Linked DNA regions of Zea mays: region 2 is linked to region 1. Evidence: chromatin contacts called from public Hi-C data. All regions are on one chromosome and are shown on one strand. Each heading gives the region's core, a stretch centred on a gene start, on an enhancer-like site or on the middle of the called end of the contact. The rest is flanking DNA. Distances are from core to core; before and after follow the strand shown.

Evidence for each region. Hi-C and Micro-C count contacts between places; a contact is called where the count stands out from the background.
Region 2: a contact with region 1 is called in a Hi-C map of ear, with 2.4 times the contacts expected there. The contact joins the promoter of LOC103635572 here to the promoter of LOC100382828 in region 1. A contact is called at or near these places in 2 of 25 Hi-C or Micro-C datasets (ear and endosperm).

The regions. Positions count from the first base shown.
Region 1 is chr8:95,431,302-95,434,123 of Zm-B73-REFERENCE-NAM-5.0, reverse strand. It overlaps LOC100382828, which reads right to left and starts at 1,343. Exons shown (of 11, transcript NM_001361684.1): 1 at 1,103-1,343; 2 at 546-712; 3 at 1-91. The coding sequence starts at 693.
Region 2 is chr8:96,039,733-96,042,554 of Zm-B73-REFERENCE-NAM-5.0, reverse strand. LOC103635572 (cation-chloride cotransporter 1) reads right to left here and starts at 1,465. Exons shown (of 14, transcript XM_020543276.3): 1 at 1,296-1,465; 2 at 943-1,130. The coding sequence starts at 1,118.

The DNA.
Region 1 (2,822 bases), core at 94-2,593:
TATGTGAACGGGCCTGGCTGTGGACCATTATGCAATGCCACTTTTACCAGCTGCATGAGGATCTTAAACTTTGAGGTTGCTTTGTTCGTACCTGAGTTAAAAGTTAACAAAAGATCAGAACCTCAGATGTCAGCATAACCAAGCATTATAAAAGCTATAAAGAAGATAATTAAGGGTTATAGCAATACTGCATTTAAAAATATATAAATTTCAGAGAACATTTTGTTTTTAAATAAACAGTAATTTATTTGTAAGCATTACTACATCAGTCAAATTTTGATAAAATTTTGTGATAGTGATAAAAAAACATATTGTGATTATTAAAAATTTTACTCTGTCCCTCCAATTACAGATTCCATAGGAACTGATAAGAAAAGCCAGTAGTTAACAATATACAAATGTAATGATTGTCTCCTTTCAGCAGCTCTTTTAGAAGATATGCTGTGAGAATTCAACTTCACAGTGAAACAAGATCAGCAGCAGAGTAGATTTCAATAGATGAAGCAATATAAATAGAGAAACATGCAATTTATTTGTAGGCGTACCATATCCATAGCAGTCCTTTAAGAGATAAATAAAAGTGGCTGCAGGGACGTGTGATAGATCAGAAAATGCATGTAAACGTATGGAGCGCTGCTCATCATGCTGATTAGTTTCAGGGCCTTCTGGAGTAACTTGTTCAAAACGACCCATGCTTCAAAGCGCAGCTAGCCTGTATAGAACAGCACAGATCTGGAATCAAACATCAAGAATGCAACTTCCTTTCCATGAAAAATATACTTATTGTGTGGCCTATGGTTCTAACGGACATGAAAGCATTGTGTATTTAATATTCATCTACTTCAAATCAACTCTAGCACATGAAAAAACTCTATTTCAGTAATATATTGGACCAAGTCTGAATTCTACTGTTGTCGATCAACACTAGCACATGAACAAAATTCAACCACATTCCAATTTACTGATCCTAATCTACTTTGTATTTGCAGTTGTGCATCAATATTTCTATTTCGCAATTTCAGCACATGAACAAAAATACAATCACTGTCTGCAGAACGAGATTGGAGATAGGAGAGCAGGAAGAACGTCAGAGGAGGCTCACTGCGGCGGCTCGGCCAGTGGTCGGTGGTCGGTGGTCGGCGGAAGGCAGTCGGCTGGACGGCTGCAGCTCCAGCGGCGCCGCGCCGTGGCCGAGGCAGATCTTGGCGGAGACTCGGAGGCGCTGCGATGACGCGTGCGGGATAGGGGCGACGTCGGCGACCTGGTCCGGTCGGACGGCAGAAGGGCGGCGGCCACAGAACGCTAGGCGCCGGTCGCTCACCTGCACTGCGGGATTACCTCACGGCCCCTATCAGAGTTATCTCAATCATTCTTAACGAAGGGCTTTCGGTTCTACCCAATCCATATGAATTGAGGTGAATTGAAGGAGTTTCAATCTCTAACAAATTAAAATTTCTCTTAATCCGTATCAATCCGCTCTAATCCATACAGATTAAAAATAACCGAACAAGCCCTTAAGGGGATGTTTAATTTTTATAATCTAATTTTTAGTTCTATTTTTTAATCTCTTTTAGTTCCTATATTACCAAACACATGAACTAAAATAGAGATAATATATTTTATAGTTTATTTTTTATATCATAAATATTATATCAAAGTACGTAAAATATCGAAGAGAGAAAGTTTTAGGAGTGTGGGATGTAAGTCGCGGTGTGTTAAATCTAGACGTGACTAGGTGTCAGCATGAGGACACTTAGGTTTGGGTCGTTGTGTGCAATACTATCCGATCTTTTGCTACTCATCGATTAATAAACAAGAAAATTACAAGCCCATGCACCACTAATCATCAAGAACTCCTAGCTCGTCCTTACTTCTTAGTTGTTGTGTGAGTTCTAATCTATTGATATTAATTCACCTTTATGTTTGTCCATTGTAGAGTGACCTAGAGAGCATACCATTCTCTAAACTTTAGAGAGTCTGGAACCTCGTCTCCCTTTTATAGTACAGGAGACGAGAGATATTACAAAGATAAATCTAGAATCCCATCTGATAAGACCTAACTATCATATTCTTATCCTGTTCCTAGAGTCGTACCATGAGCCATGCCTTCGGTCGTGGCGGTATCACGGATGTCCTTCACCAATCGGTCACCATACTTGTCGTAGGGACATGTATGATATGTCGTATTTGTGGGGAGTGGGGACTAAGGCTAGGACTGGGCAATCAGTTAATCGAAACTTTTTTGCTCAGTTTTTTGTTTTTTAAAGTTCGATTTCTAGATAATGGCAACTAAATTTTTGTTTAGAAAAGGAAAAAATCGAACCTTTGGTTAGCCATATGGTTCGGTTCGGTTTTTGGTTTAACCAAAAATCGAACTTCACGTGACAAGGTGGGACCGTGAGCAACGAGCGTGAGGCCATGATGGGATTGACCCGGTAACCCGGCTCCTAGCGGTGTGAGCGTCTAGCAGCTAGTGGGAAGTGGGATTGAGAAGGTTACATGCCCCATGACCGTGTGACCAGCCCATCGACTGGATGAAGGTGCACACATGGGTCAAAATGGGATTTTAAACTAGTGGGCTAATGGTTTAGTTTTTTCGGTTTAAACCAAACTAAAAACCGAAAACCGAACTAAATTTCGGTTTTTGAAGAATGGTAACCGAAGAATACTTCGGTTTGGCCGTTTCCGGTTTTTCGGTTTTGGTTCCGCTTTTCGGTTACGTTTTCGTTTTTCAGTCTTCGGTTTCAGTTTTTATGCATAGGTCTAACTGAGGCACATGTTATTTACTACGATGTAGCTGGCAACTTGGGTAGTGTTATGCA
Region 2 (2,822 bases), core at 216-2,715, 610 kb before region 1:
CCTATAAGCAAATTCTAACTTGCATGTTGCATAGACTTTTGTGGTTGAACTTGATCCATTTCCCTTTATGATATTTGTTTAGTGAACTCAAGTACTCAACTTACGAGTATAAACATATACTATCCTATTGTTTTATGTCAAGTCCAAAAGGACGTTTCAACGTATAAATGTTGAAAAGGTGTATCCTAACGTTTTATCGTTTTACCGCTTTAATAACCATGTTTTCAAGTATTACAAACTGACATCAAACACTCTAAACACAAAACTTAAATCTACATCGACAAGCCAACAGTTGCTTGACACAAGGCATGATTTAAGTTATGGTTAGAAGTTGAAAAAAATATTAGGACAGAGGAAATGGCTAGAATTCAAACTACCACTAATGATCGAAGCATTGTACCAATCAGAAGTGACCATCACTATGGAGCAACTGACTATTTTCAAAGCAATCGGTAGTGGTTTCAATATTTATTGAATTCAATAACAATTTCAGCATCGGTCAAGCATCCAATCTTCTAGAAAAGAAAGAGGCATCAGGCATCCATATTATCACTACTGATTTCAACAATGGTGGCATTGCAGTTGCAGGCGCTCCCATAAAACAGAAAACAGATGTGGCAGACATGGTCTCACAGACTTGCTCCTGATGACCACAGTTTTAAATAGGAAGAAGCAACCCAAGGCCCAAAATAGTAATTTCAGTGTTTCCTAACATCCCAGATTGAGTATGCTCAACAGTCCACCGCTACTCTCCACTTACTCCGTTCAACACCCCATGTCCTAAACAATTCATGTCCAAGAGAATGCACACACTATTTCGCAGCAACTATACTAGTTATCCACGCAGCAGTAACCTCTGAATTCAGCACGTATGCGATCTGCTAGCACGTGACATAACAAATTGCTCGCGAAACCTGCAAATGTGATTAGAGTCCGCATCACCTTGGCGGCTGGGGAGTCACGACGGCATCGATTGTGGAAGAGGAGGATCCCGGCTCCATGGAAGTCATCTGGATCACAGCGCGGTCGCTCGACCCGACCGGCCGGTACCGCCGCCCATTGGGCGGCGAGGGCACTGGCGGTGCGTCGTCGGCCTCCTCGATTCCACCGTTCTCCATCCCTCGGGAACGCTGCGGAACACATCCCGGTGAGATCCAGAGTTCAGAGGTACACACGCTAACTAACCCCGCACAGCCGGCGTCGGATCCAGATCCGCAGCGGCGCGTGCTAGCGGGAGGAGCAGCGCCTGCGCAACAGGTGGGGAACGGAGAGAGGTCTCCGGATGCTCCGCTTACCTGGAGGAGGTGGTGGGAGGCGATAGCGGTTTCAGTGGCGGAGGAGGAGGAGACGCCAGCGGCGACAGTGGCGGCGGCTGCGGAAGGTGGGCAACGGTCAGAGGAAGTAAAGACATGAAACTCGCTTTTTTTTTACTACTCTGTTTTTTTTCGTACTATGCCTTGCGAATGTAGAATCGTCCTTTTTTGCGAACGTAGAATCGGCCGTTTTGGGCCGGTTTTCGCTAAATTTTAGTCGTGTTTTTGCTGCGAATTTTTATATATCATATAAATAGTTATTAAGATATTAATTTAAATGTAATTATTGTTTATTTGTAAACACAAAGGTACATGTGGTTTGATAGTTAAACCTAAATTTCTCGAGCAGCGGGATATGGGTTTAATTGCTCACTCTGCACTGTTTTTAGACCATCTCCAACTATTATGTAAAAAGGTTCCTAAATTTCAGTTTAAGAAGTTATTAGAAAAAAAACATGTCTCGAATGGTACCCTAAACAATGTTGCTAAATTTAAAAAGCTACTATTTTATCCTTTCTTGTCCCCACATTTGGCAATCCGAGAGACTCCCCCAAAGCATTTTTTATATGAAATTAGTGTTATATCTATTCTGTTTTTATTCTCTTTTATTTTTTATCAATAAACTTGGAGCTACTATGTGGAAAATAATTTCGCTGCATGTTACATTTTTATTTCTGCATTTTGCAATTTAGGTCATGTTTGAAATCGATGATTCGAATTTTAGAACCATTGCAAGACCAATATCAATATATCTCTACTACTATTAAGGCTGCAAGGGTAGTCGGTCATTCCCGTGTTCTGCCACCTGTCATTCCCATCATTCCCCCGTACAGTCCACGTCTAGCTAAAATTAAAAAAAACACATGTCCTCAAGGGGATTTGAACCCGTGACCTCTTAAGCAAAGGCTAGGAGTAGCTACCACTACACCACATATGTGTTTATGTCTACATTTATGACAGGAAACACATCTATTACATCTCTCACCAAGCTCACTTGCTACCCTTTCACAATGCGTAGTAGTAGATAAGTATCACCGAGATTCTTGAATTAGATTTTTGGATGGAGATAATATTATTTAAAGAAGAGCTTTGCATGCAATTTATTTTGTTTGCATAATGTATTATACTTAAATTCTTTTTTTTTTGCATGCGTGACATTTTTCTCCGTAATATTTTTTTCCATAGATCAGACTTCTGAGTCATTTCCATAAACCAACGCCAAGCATGAATCCATGTTTCTTACTTGAAACTCCGAACAAACACCATGAGCAGGAGGCACTCACGTTAGCGTCGCTCATCGATGACGAGAAGAAGCTTGGCGACTGTTAGTTCGACCTCTAAAAGCAGTCTTACGTGGTCGCATGCGCCGCTGTGTACGACAAGCTCCCGCGAAGCCACCACTTGGACGCGGTCCAGAGCAGCTGTACCGCGCTGTCCATCGTTAAGCAGGGAGGCCTCATGGTTGTCGCCAACATCGACGACTCTCAGGTTGTTCTGGACACCGCATCC